2 separate regions of the Mus musculus genome follow, and region 2 is linked to region 1. Evidence: chromatin contacts called from public HiChIP or PLAC-seq data. All regions are on one chromosome and are shown on one strand. The core of a region is the stretch at or near the end of the contact, and the rest is flanking DNA. Distances in the headings are between cores, read along the strand shown. Region 1 holds the start of Slc17a4 (solute carrier family 17 (sodium phosphate), member 4). Region 2 overlaps Carmil1 (capping protein regulator and myosin 1 linker 1).

Evidence for each region. HiChIP or PLAC-seq counts read pairs in DNA pulled down with a chosen protein or histone mark.
Region 2: an H3K27ac HiChIP or PLAC-seq map of the HPC-7 cell line shows a contact between it and region 1, with 7 times the contacts expected there. The contact joins the enhancer-like site here to the promoter of Slc17a4 in region 1. A contact is called at or near these places in 2 of 39 promoter capture datasets (cranial neural crest and embryonic stem cells), 1 of 484 Hi-C or Micro-C datasets (nephron progenitors), 1 of 115 datasets of contacts at active chromatin or transcription factors (the HPC-7 cell line) and 1 of 9 other capture datasets (adipose tissue).

Annotation. Positions count from the first base shown.
Region 1 is chr13:23,911,998-23,918,911 of GRCm38.p6, forward strand. Slc17a4 (solute carrier family 17 (sodium phosphate), member 4) reads right to left here and starts at 3,010. Exons shown (of 12, transcript NM_177016.3): 1 at 2,929-3,010.
Region 2 is chr13:24,091,968-24,098,881 of GRCm38.p6, forward strand. Carmil1 (capping protein regulator and myosin 1 linker 1) reads right to left here. Exons shown (of 38, transcript NM_026825.3): 21 at 6,839-6,893; 22 at 2,431-2,603; 23 at 539-607. Among named protein-coding and RNA genes, the nearest start is that of Gm33573, 84 kb to the right of the region's middle. Within about 2 kb of position 3,289, at least 67 of the 459 cell types and tissues checked have an H3K27ac peak or open chromatin away from gene starts, as enhancers often do. A contact at or near this core is called in the HPC-7 cell line, where this site is marked.

The DNA of each region.
Region 1 (6,914 bases), core at 1,760-4,259:
AAATGTTTAGGGTCTCAGTGGCTAAAAGCACTTGCTGCTCTTTCAGAAGAGGACCTGAGTTCAAGGAAGCTCACAACCACCTGTTAATCCAGCTCCTAAGTATCTGACACCCTCTCCTGGCTACACACACACACACACACACACACACACACACTCACACACACACTCACACACACACACACACACACACTCACACACTCACTCACACACACACTCACACACACACACTCACTCACACTCACACACACACACTCACACACACACTCACTCACACACACACACACACACACTCACACACACACTCACACACACACTCACACACACACACTCACACACACACTCACTCACACACACACTCACACACACACACTCACACACACCATAAACACGAATGAATAAAAGTTAAAGCAATAGTAGCAAAAATTTGTAGTCACCTCAAAAACTGAATACAAAGTGTAGGTGTGGGAATTGTTCATTCTGTTGCCACCCTCATGTGTATAAGCGTGTCAGTGTGTTTGTGTGTCTCTCTATGTGTGTAATGGAACTCTTATTTGCAGTTTGAACATACTGAGAAGAAAAGAGTAGATGTTGATCCAGGCTTGAACTTGGAGGCAACCATCTCAGAAGACTCAGAAGACTCAGAAGAAAGAAGCTACTGAACCAAACTCAGGGACACAAAGCATCTGAGATGAAAAGGCAGGAGGAATAACCCACCCAGATGTTATGAAAGAGGAAGAGAGGCAGGGCCAACTCATACTGGCTACCTGCAAGGGGGCATTTATAGGGCTACACATGTGCCCCATGGAGTTTGTTAGGGGTAAGTGGTAGAGGCAGAAAGGCATGTGTCTTTGAATCAGAGGGTGCAAGCTATAGCTATGGGTGAGCATTACAGACAGGGACCGTACCCACTGAAAGCTTGTGATGTCTTCACAGTAGCAGGTGCAAAAAATGCTAGGGAAAGACGTACAGGTTCCATGTCAACAAGAAGTGGATGACTTGAGAGAAATCACAAGATGCTCAACAGCAGAGGAAAGAATGAAATGACAGGAGTTAGCCATTCAGGGAAAGACCACTGAAGTCCTTAGCAGGATATTCACAAGATGCAGCAAGGACTATCCACCCAGTTAAAAAGATACTGCCTGCCTTACATCAGCCTCTATTGACCGAGCCCAGCCCTGGGAGAATTAGAAGCTTTAGTTAGGATGAGAGGAGAGGGGAGTGGCTGACAAAGAAAGCGAACAAAGGGCACCCAAACAGCCCCTTCATTCCAGGGTCCAGCCTGGAATTGGGAGAAGCTGTGTTTTTAGATGAAGTTTGGCTTTTTGTGCTCTCCATCGTATTAGGCCTATTATCCAGGAAACTGGGATTATGAAGTCTGAAAATGGCCATCTTACTACTACTACCTGACCATGAACACAGAAGCGGAGAGGCCGAGCAGATGTAAAGGGAAGTACCGTGGCCAGAGCTTCTGGTAAAGCAAAGCCATTCTTCTCTCGAGGGAATATGAAACATGTTCATATTAAAGATATGTAGAATGGGTCGGGTTTGTGCTTCCCTGTCTGTGCAAATGTTACCTAACACCCAGGCGTGTCGCTACTATAGCTGCAAGTGGACAGATACCGACAAGATTCCAGCTTACACCATCTGCAATTCAGAATAAAATTGACAAACAACTTAAATCCAAACCAACACTGGCAGAATGAAATGGGTCAAGCCTGAGATTGTGCTTGGAAACCTAAAACCATCTGCTGACTCTTGTTCACACCTTAGGGAGACTGGTTGGACAGAAGAGTCTCTCACTCATGGAACTGAAGACAGGATTCAGGCCAGCTTTTTCCTTTCTAGCTTTCCAGACCCTTGCAGTGACGCAATGCCTCAGAGTTCACCAGCCTCTGGCTCATTCACTGACCCAGTAAACATATGTGCAATAAATGGAAGGCTTGCTTCCGTGGCTTTCTCCAGCATGACTGGAGGTTTGCTCGCATGAGTGGCTCTGCGTCTACTTAAACAGAAGACCTTAATCTCTGGAGTTTGTCAGTTAGAGGAAGAGGGTTGGACAAGGCTGCTGAAGGGCAAAAGACATGACCACAGACAGCATGCAGGACACATGCTCCAGTGAGTCACAGAGTACAATATGATAAGAAAGAAAAACAAGAATGGCCTAGTTAGGAAGGAAGCAGAAGAGTACAGATGATAACAACTAAGGGGCTGACAGTGAGAACATACGATCTGCCTATTCTAACCACCCAGTCTGTTGGTATACCGTGGCTGTCTCTGAGCTGAGAGGGAAGTCCTCTCCCAGGAACATGACAGCAAAAGAAAAGAGCACTCTGGACCACTGCATAAAGCCATAGGGGGTTTTATTTGCTTCAGTCCCCCATTCTCCCATGAAAATTCTGTTTACTCTGGTTTTTTTGTTAATTTGACCTTTGAAGCCTATTAAAAATATTCTTTAAAACAACAGGGTGTTTTGGTTTGGTTTGGTTTGGTTTTTTTGCCTCAGTCTGTTTGGTTAGTGCTGTTTCTACAAACTAGTGTATCTCACAAAAACAAGTTAAATGCATGAGTGCTTTGTGCAATTTTCCAGCGTCAGTAACCCTAAGAAATGCAAGACCTGACCTTACGATTGGTGTTCCCTTCTAGTTGCTTCAGACAGTATTCTCTCTCCCTTTCTCCCTGTTTCCTACCTTTCCTGTCCCCACCCACCCACCGCTGGCTTTTGTCTCCCTCTTCCATGTCTGTCTTCCTCCCTCCCTCTCCTTCTGGAGTTCCTATAGACCTCGTTTGTTTTAGGAAAAAGCAGCCTCCTGTCTCACTTTTCACAACCATCTCCCAAAAGAAACCCAGTCCTGCACACCACCTATAATCTCAACAGGAAAAGGTCCGTTCCCACACCGTCAGAACCAGAGCAAGAACTGGAAAGCAAACCTGAGGAAGGCGGAGAGCCGGCTCTTGGCTGGGATCCTATCGGTTTCTCAGCTTTCTGCAGCTGTCTAACCCAGAGGAGTGAATTATTACTCAGGGCCTTTAGCTTTTATCTTACCAAATGGAGGCTTTTATTGGCTCAACCATTTAATTTTTAACTTTGTTTTATTATTTAATTGATGACCTGACCATGTTCACTCTATCTTCCTCATACTTGAAGTTCATGTGAAGTCACATACATCTTCCCAGATTCTCTGTGGGTCCTGCTACTACTCTTGCTTGCCTCATTTTTAACTTTTACATTATATGTGATTATTTATGTGTTAGAGTGTGTGTGGGTAAGTTTTCACTTATTGAGGTCAAAGGACAGCTTTCAAGACTGGGTTTTTCCCTTCCACCATGTTGATCTCAAGGTCACAATTCAAGCTATTGAGCACAATGACACTTATCTTTCCCTGCCAAGCTATCAGGTCAACCCTCTGAGCAGCTCATTAATGGCATCTTCATCATCTATGATCTCAGGAGTACAATAATCTTCATAGATAGGGTTACATCTTGTCTCTTAAGTGGCTGTTTTCCACCATATCCATGTTTAATAGAACTAATTTTACACAGAGAGCAGCTATAGGCCTACTGACCTTATAGAAGCCAGACACTTAGAGCTTAACATATTCTCAGGCCAGAGGCTTACTGCTCTAGGATTAATCTAGTGGTCTCAGCACTTGGTCCTCAGCTTCCAGCAGTGGTGCACACAACAGAGCCAGCGACATCCGGGGCTGCAGCTCTCGTACAAGCATCCAATCTTGGGACCTACGATGATAGATGTTGCGCTGTTTAGGATTCTGAGCTGTTGACAGACTCTTTTGCAGCTAATGGACCCGTGGTATCTGAGACCCTTTTGGTAGGTCTCTGGAACTCTTCCAATGACCTCATTTTCCTGTCTTCAGCTCTTCCTGGCTTTCGTGATCTCTGCCCTACCATCGCTGCTACCTTTGCTGCCTCCGCTGTGACCAGTGCTGCTGATTGATCCACGGTTGCAACTGTCACCCTTAAATCCTCTGTCCCCTCACCCTTCCTTCCTGTTACCAACTCATCCTGCTCTAAAATGATAAAGATCAAGCACAGGTGAGAATAGATCACCTGAGAGTTCTATCTTAGGCCTCAGGCTCATGCTGCTACATCAGGATGTTGTCTCTCACCAGAGTGACAAAGTGAACCAAACAACCTGTTAATGTAGCCAGAACAAGGTACAGCAAGGAGTCTGCCCTGTCCTCCAAACATTGCTTCTTCCAAATGAACCACACTTGCATCCTCCAGAGGGGCCTCTGCAAATGGAGCATTGTAGGCGCCAACCATAGATCTCTTTGTGGTCAGCAGTCTCTGGCTAGTGGGAGGCTTCTGACACAGTCTGGGAAATGTCAGGGCTATGTCTGAGCAGCTGGCAGCTGTGGCTGATATATTACCTTCTCAAGTGTTTTGTGGGGAATTCAAAATAGCAGAGCTGGCATGAAGGGAGGGTTGCTGGCTGTGGAGTAGACAGTGCTTCTACCAAGGCAACCAGAAGAATCTAAAAATTATTCATTAGGAAATCAAGTGGGCCTCAATACCTTAGCTTATTTAAAAGAAAAATGAACACTCTAAGAAGTGCTTATAATAAAAACATACTGTTAACATTAACAGGAATTTAACTATGATATAACAAGGCTTGACTCCTGCCTTGGTAACCCAGGAAGGGGTGGGTCCTTCAAATCAGTCTCACAAGAAGACAAAGAGCAACAGTATTATGCTAGGGAGAGGATGGAGTGAGGATGGATTGAGAAGCAGCCAGGATTGTGGGGAATAATCCCAGCACCCAGGATTCAGAAGCAGGAAGATGATGGGTTAGAAGCCATCCTGGGCTATATAATGAGTTCAAATCCATCCTAGACTACATAGTGAGAAACTAAATCAAACAAGAGCCGGAGTGTAGCTTAGGAGTAGAACATTTGCTTAGCATACGCAAAGCCCTGGGCTTAACTCCAGACAGAGGGAGAGAAGGATGGAAGGAAGGAAGAAGAGATAGAGAGAAGAAGAGGGAAGAAGGCACATTAATAAGCAAAAAAAGAATTCTCATAGGATTAGAAATAATCTCTGCCTATACTACAAAAAATCAGAACATATGACTATAATGACTAATATATCATACCAAATAAAAATAACATATTTTCCGAGTTTTTTTTTTTTAAAAAAAAAAGGCCTGGTGGTAGTGTCACTAGCCTTTAATCCCAGCACCATGGAGGTAGAGGCAAGTGGATCTTTGTGAGTTCTAGGCCAGGACAGCCTACAGAAGGAGTTCCAGGACTGTACAGAAAAACCTTGTCTTAAACAAACAAACAAAAACAAAACCATAAGTGAGTATTGTAGCCTACAACATGGAACTGATTTCTTGAGTGAAATGATCCAAAGGGATGGGGTAGAGAATATATAATAATAGCCCTATTGCTACTTGGGTAAAGGGAATGAAAAATTATAAAGAATATAAATGGATTTTATACATAGAAGATTATAATAGAAGAAAAAATTAAAACTGTGAGGCAGTTTGTAGCACCGAAATTTGTAAATGTTCAAAATTTGATAAAATAGAATTAGAACTTAGGGAAATACTGGTTCAGATCCATGGTTGGTGAGTGAAATGAACTAAACGACTCTATCTCCCAAATTTATGCTGAAGCCTTAATTTTCCACATGATGGTGTTTGCAGTTTGAGCCTGTCAAATATATAGGTCAAATAATAGGTTTAGATAAGGGACCGAGGGTGACCCCACCCTCGGTAGTATTAGTGTCTGAGAAGAAGAGGAAGAGCCAGGATTCACTCTATCCATCTCCCTTTCTCTCTGTCACGTCTCTGTGTTATATGAGGACACAGTTAGAACACAGGAAGGAGACACTCAGCAAACACTGAACCAGGCAGACTTTGACCCTGGAATTCGTAGCCTCTAGATCTATGAGAGTTTAATTTCCCACTGTTTAAACCACCCAATTCATGGTGTTTTGTCCTAACAGCCTGAGGTGACTAATCTAAGGAATTTGCAAATTGTTATGGTCTCTATACAAACAGAAACCCTGAGAAGTCCACTACTACTTACATTCTCTACTTTTTTTAAACCTTTGAAAATGTGTGTGTGTGTGTGTGTGTGTGTGTGTGTGTGTGTGTGTGTGTGTGTATACAATTCTGTGTGTTCCCTCGGAAGTCCCTGGAGTTAGGTTTATGCATGACTGTGAGCAACCTAATGTATAGGCTGAGAATTGAACTCTAGGCAAGCTTAGGTTTTTACCTGCGACTACATTTGAGAGTGTAGAATGTACATGAGTAGCTTGTTTGTAAATAGAACACAATAGCAGCCTTTCTATGGTGTTCAATATGTAGGAGACTCTGTTCTAAGATTTTACATATATTAGCTCATTGGCTTCTCTGATAACCATAAGAAAGTATACTCACTTGAGAATGTTTAAACATTTTGTCAACTAAAAATATTGAAACTTAGAGAAATTCCTGAGTAGAGGAACAACAAACACACCTGGAAGGAAACAATTTGTAACTCTTGTGCAGCTGACAAAGATTCAAGTTAGGCTTACTGCTTGCCTTGATAGACTGCTACCCTTCCTCGAGACCCCAGCACACACAGACACACAGACAGACACATGTACATACATGCACATGCATGTACCAGAGAGGCCAGATGCCCAGCAAGTTCCTCAAGATATCAAGGACTCCTGGGATGCCTGGCCAGTCTCACTTGAACTTTCCTTGTGCCTACTCTCTAGCAAGGCCAGGGGCTTGCTCCTAAGGTTTCATTTAGGTCAAAGTGTGGTGGCTCCTTCTAACCTCAGCTTGTCACTCATTCTTTTAGATCCTCTATTCTTTTCTAACCTTTAAAAGTGTGTGTGTGTGTGTGTGTGTGTGTGTGTGTGTGTGTGTGTGTGTTTAAGTGTATGTACACAATTCTGTG
Region 2 (6,914 bases), core at 2,039-4,538, 180 kb after region 1:
CAGAAAAGACTAGATTCTAGTATTATTTTCTCCCATGCCTAGAATTGTTACTTTTTCCTTTCATTGATCAGGAAAGTACATTTGGCAGCAAATAACTATTGTAGCTATCAGTTACAATTAAAAGAAATCATAGCAATATAAAACAAATAAGCCTGGGACTGACTATAAATTAATTTCACTTTTATTTTTCTGGACTATAGACAACAACTTGCCCCCATCAGCCCCTTGCATCCTCACTCTTACATGGCCCAGATAAACAGAAGAGGAAACCCAGTGCAGAGAGACTGTAAACCACAAAAGCAGAAGGAATAGTGACCCTGATGACCACCTGCTTTGGCAGATTAGCACTTCGGCGCTTATTCTGTGCATTAGAAAACTCACATCGGGACAAAGCCACTGTCTTGCCTGACTCCGGACTCTATAGCTGGTCTACAAAGATCTGATCTCTACCCACAATTTTTTCTACCATCCCGCAGGTGACACCAATGCCATTGGCTCTTTAGTACTATCCCAGAGAAGAATCCTAATTAAAACTTACTTTTCCATAGCAACAGCTATGTCTTGAAAGCCTTGTGCAGTGATGTTGTTTTTGTCCCAGATGACTGTCCTGTTTGGAAATGAAGCCATGTCAACAGTCAGATTCTGAGGTGTGGCCAGGATGATCCCCCCTCCCCTGGAGATAAGGCTCTTTGAATCAACACTGTTTCTAGGCACATCCAGCCCTTTGACATCCTGACACAACACTGATGCCAAGCAACATAGTTACTTAATTTTGTAGAAATATCATAAAGTCTTAAGTAAATGTAAAAATATGTGTTGGACTGAACTCATAGCTATCTCTGGCTGCACTTACTGATATGCAATTGGCAGGACATAGGTTGGACATGCTTATAAGCATTTTAATGATGGCATCATGTAAGAAAGGAATAACATTCATTTGTTTCATCAAAACAAAAATGGCCATTTCACGCAATAGTGTCTTTCTTTCTTGCTTGCTTTCTTGCTTTCTCACTTTCTCTTTTTATCTTTTTATCTTTCTTGTTTTCTTTCTTTCTTTCCTTCCTTCCTTCCTTCCTTCTGTTAAGGTTGAACCCATGATGTCATGCATGTTAAGCATGCACTATATCACTAAGTTATATTCTCAGCCCCTACATCATAGCTTAACACAGCTATTACCCAAATATTTTTGAAAAACTATACCTAAAAGCACAACAGCACAACTTATTGACTTGGTCCCTCTGTTCTCCAGATAGCATCCCTGTATTCACATAGAAACCGAAAGCTCCTGACCAAAGACACTGCCCAGCCCTGTGTCCAACATAAACATCTTTAAAACCTAGAGTGAACTTTGCCCTATCTCATGCTCTCTCATTTTCCTGTCCTGGTGTAATCTTGAGAATTTCCCTCACTCTGGCCAAAGATCAGTCTACTATGATCTAGGAGGCTGTTGACTTAGCGTATTTTAGGAAAAATACAACCTTACCTATTGAACACGTGCACTTGTGAGGTTTTATGATTCCCTGGACACACACAACCTTTCCTTCACCTGGAGGTCTTCAGCCTGACATTTACTGCCCTCCCATGCTAGTCCTGATGACCTCCATCAGCCACATTGACTTTCAAAGCCCTCGCTACTCCTCTTGGCTTGTGGCTTCAGTTTAGTTAGAAGGTTCTGATTCTGTGTCATGCTAAAGAAATGGAGCATCCAAAAAGAGCCCTAGGAGAGCAACAGGTGTTTGCTCTTCAGTCAACACACTGACAGACCAGTGGCAAATTCTGATCACTCTGAGGAACAGATAACAATGGGGCAAAGCACTGGTGGTTCTCAAGAAGAGTTGTGTGTACAAAAAGTCCAGGGTATGACTGAAAAACAGAAATGGGTCCCCTGGGGAACCAGCCTTTGAAAAGCAGTCTTCTTGTGCCCTTGTGTTTCAAGTCTTTATTACAGAGGTGTGGAGTGGAAGAAAGGCCTCAGACCTACAACAACATATGGTCCTGTTCCAAATAAGAACATGAACCACTAACTATATAGCCCAGGGATATCATGGACAGTTTCTTTGTGTAAGTACCTCTGTGATGCCTGCATAGCTATATCACCTGAGGATGCAACTCTTAAAACATGGCCTGTCACTAAAAGACATGGATTGTCTAGGTCTGCTCCCACAGCATGGCCTGCAAAGATCCCTGCTTCTTATTGACATTATCTCCCTGGTTAGGTGTCAAGACTACATTGAGAAAGAAACCACAACAATCTGTCAGGGTTTTACATCACAGAGGACTTGTAAAGTCAAACATCAGTGGAAATACTATGTGTTTCAAGAGTCCCAACCAAGTACTCTGGTAAAAATTTCTTCCCAGCGGGTATCCTGGGAGACCCAGACTACCCTAGAAGGAGCAGCAAACCCTCAGGGTCAGGACACTGGTGCCTACCTGAGTTTGGTGTTGATCTGGAGAGCCTTGGCCAGCATCTTCGCTCCCATGTCCCCCATGCCATTCCCACTGATGTCCACTTTGGTCAGGGAGGTGTTGCTGCCCAGGGCATTGATGATGATGGTGACCTCAGCCTTGAGTTTTGAGTCAGCCAGGGACAACGACTGCAGAGGCTGGGGGTGGGGCACACAGCACTGAATGGCTTCATCAAAGCAATGACCACTTTCCCAACTCTCCACAGAGAACTGAGAATAGGACTCATTGAACTGTCTGCTTTGGGAATTGCTGTCTAAAGCCATGGGTAGGGGTGAGGTTGGAACCGGAAGGTTCTGACATTAAATAGACTTCCAGAATGAATTGATGAATATCTGTTGCTTCTATGGCAAGCCACAGGTCACAGAAGTGTCCCACTTGAGGCATTATTCCTTTCTACCCAATTTATTTTTCTATACGTGAAAAATAACTCTAAAAGACAGGGCCCGAATACAAAATGAAACATACCCAAGATGAATAATGTTCAGCCGATGAATATTTCCTAAGCATTTACTATACCCAACCACTGCTTCCTCTTTTCATGTGTGGTTTAATTAACCCTCTCAGACACCATTATGTACTGAGGCATGATTGTCATCCTTAGTCACCAGAAACAGAAGGGTTAAGCAACTCAACCAAACCCACAGTTAGAAGATGACGGGCATGTGGTGTGTGTGTATGTGTGTGTATGTGTGTGTGTGTGTGTGTGTGTGTGTGTGTACAAGTTTATAATCCTAGCTCTTGGGAAGTAGGGGCAGAAGGATAAGAAGTTCAAGGCTAGTCCCATAAAATATTCAAAGCCAGCATGGGGTGCATGGTATTCTATCTTACCAAAAAGCAATACAGCCAAACAAAACAAAGTCATAGCATTAGTCCAGAGATGAATCAGAGTCAGCTTGTGGGAGCAAGTTTTGGAGTGTGTGCTCTCAACAAAGATGTAACACTACCCCCAAGGAGCTTATTTTAGAACATTTTTGGTCATTATCCTTTAACTGTGTCTTAAGTTTCCATCAGAAGATATTCCTGTGATTCAAGAAACAAAAAGTCAAATCTGTACGATCATACACCGTATGTGAATCTACACCAACTAGAGACTGAAAGCCACTCAGGCTGGATACAGGTTTGGTCTGGCCTTCAGGGTACATGACCAAACACCAAATAGACTTTCCTCCAGTGCCCAAATCCTTCTAATTGCTCTACTGTCCCCCCTAGTCCGGTGGGCATCTGCGTTTGCAAGACTCAGTGCAGGCAGGGGTAAATCCCAAGACATACACCAACAAGGCATGAAAGGTCCCAGTTCAGACCTGCGGAATGACATCTGTTATGTGAAGTGTTCTCCTCTGGCCTCATTCCCTTAAGCAGCACTGGTATCCCAGGCAGGTAAATGGCTAGAAGCTGAGTGATTTCCATGACAACAAGCAAATACAACGTAAGATCTACCTGTGCCTGCTCCACCAGGTTGTACTGATCATGCACCTATGTGTATGAAAGAGAGAGGTCTCTATCTATGATGTACAAGGTCAGGGTGAAGAGGACGGAGTTCAAATCTAGACATCAGTCAGGCATGGCAGCTCATACCTGAAATCTGAGCACCTGGGAGATAGAGGCAGGGGGATAAATTGTGGCCAGACTATACTGTATGAGGCCTTGTTTCAAAAGGAAGAAAGAGGAAGAAGATAAAAAATAAAACACTCAAATATCAACAGAGAACTATCATGTGACTCAGTTAGAAGAGTGACTATACCACCATTCTTGACATTCTCGGGCCATGTGGCTGACCAGACTTAGCCCAGGATAATCAGAAGGGAACAGCACACCAGTCAGAGTCAGACCCAAGCAAGAAAGAGACTGCTGCTGGTGGTTAAGGCGATGGCATCTCAGCCAGAAAGCTAAGTAAACAGTGTTCTTACTATTCTACATTCAGATAAATGGAAAACAATGGAAAACGTTCAGACTCAGGTAATCTAATGTTATAAAAAACAAAACAAAACAAAACAAAACAAAACAAAACAAAACATGCAACACCACCTCGTGGAAAGCAGTAGTCATGTCTCACCATTTTTACACTCTCTCTTCCACTACTACCAAAATGATCTACCATGGCTTCTCTGTCATACTGGGAAATGGCCAGATCTTTAAGCTACTCTTCTATCACTACATTCAAATTCTAGTACACAAATTAACACTTAAGAATAATGAGAATGGGGCAGTGTGTGTGTGTTTGAATTGCATACATATTTATGAGGTCAGTTTTTCCTAATTCATTACATTTTTATACGGCCTTACCACATGAGTGCTTAATGCTTAATCTAGACTCAGTCTCCGGGTTGTTAGTCATCCTGGGGGGAACCCCATCCTGTTCTGTGGATTGCAACAGGGCTTTCTATGCAATCCTTCAAAACAGTCTCTGTCGTGTTGGCTGCTCATTGCCACCATCTCAGGAGTCTGGATGTAGTCCCTTTCATCGACAGGCGAAGGTGATACCGAAGCTCCTGAGAAGCTGGGTCTCCCCACTGAGCATTGTGTGCAGTTCTGGGTGACTAAGCTATTCATGGGCTGCCGGGGAACGGATTCCACAGTGGGCAAAGTGTCAAAGGCAGAGATTATATTCTGAATGTTCAACTCTTACTTAAGTAAAACTGAAAACAGGCCCAAAGCAATTGGTTTTCTGTGGAATAAATATTGGAATGCATGAGGCTCAACTCCTAATCACTTTAAATTGGTCTGCATATTATAGATTCCTAAGGAAAAGAAAAATTGATGGTAATTGCCTTTTGAAAAACCCACATCATTTTCAGTGACACAAAAATAAAAAGCTATTCACTGTAGAGTTATTAGCAACACACTAATCAAACTTGTAACTTGGCAGAATTCACATTTACATAGCAAATTTGTCATCTGCAAATGTGTTTTCAGGTGCATTTTAAATATCAAAATTATCTTTAAATAAGAAACTAAAACTACAAAAACAGTTTGAAGACCCTTAAGCAATGAGCAGAACTTGATATAATACGCTCTTCATGAACTTGAAAACTTCTTAAGTTATTTACTAAGACAAATATTTGGGGATGAATACTAAGTATGATTTTTTTAACATTAGGTTCCCAAATCAGGAAAACTGCATTTAATAACTCAGAGCAGTGCAAAGTCAAATTAAATGTATAAAATTAGTATCACATGCCAATTCTATCCTTGGCTTTAGTAATCTAATATAAAAGGAAAAAAAAATCCTGAGATTATTAGCAGGTGAGATCCCAGCAATAAAGCAGAACCCCTTAAATGATAAATTGAATTGTTTAGCCAACGTTAGAAATTACAGCCGCATGTCAGAAATCAAGAAAACAGAATTTTCACCTCTCAGGTGAAGAAAGGGGTAACAGGTCAGAATTCTGGAACCCCACAACCCCATAGCTGCCTTAGGGAAGGCAGCTTACTGATATCATAGAAGTGATATCATAGACACTATCATTTCCTGGCAGAAGGTCAAAAACGAAAGGGATATTTTTCAAAACGTGACATACTTTGTCTGATTCAGGTATGAAGTTACTCCTACCACCCACAGACCAACTCTTTGTAATGGCAACAAGAATTTGAATTTTAGAAACTGTGTTTCGTGACTAAATGTGACTTTGAGAAGAAAAGGACAGTCTTAAGGAACGACCGTAAGACACAACGCTCTCTAGTGAGTGGATTTGTGACAATGCGCTACTTTATCAGTTAAGTAGCTTCCTTTTCCCACGCACAATAGGATGCTACTCGAAATTAAATACCTTCACTCTGATCTAAGCCTTGCTCAGAAACAACTAGAAGGCACAAAAGTACAAGAAAATGATGAGAGTCCAAGCAGCCATTTACGATGAGAGGAAACCGGCCTACTACCTGAAATTCGATATAATTACTAGGTAAAGTCCAAGTTGAGAACACGATGTTTCTCAGTCTAATACATAGTAAAACTACCAGCTGATCTGCAGATTCATGTTTTAGTTGGATAGTATACAGAGGGTTGAAGAGTTAATTTATACCTTTGAAAATCTCTTATGAGACGACACAGTGGTAAAAGTCCCACTGCCAAGACTCATAGCCTAGAATCCCCTAGAACCATATGGTGGAAGAAGAGAACTGACCCCTAAGAGTTGTCCTCTGATGCCCAGATACGTGCCATGGCACACACACACTGAATGTTTTCAAAAGTTCTTAGTTTTAATCTCTCTGATAGATTGAAGAATAGAATCTTAAGTATTCAAACCCTACTAAAGCATATTCCATTTTAAAAATACTGATAAAATCTACATGTGAATTATCTGAAAGCACTTCAGCATCAGTCCAATAGAAATAATCACAAAGAGGCAAGTAGAACGTATCACGTGATACTCACAGAGTCTTCATCTTGGATCATCTGCACTAAGTTGTCCAACACAGGCGTCAGATTTCTAAAGAGATTTAAAAGATGT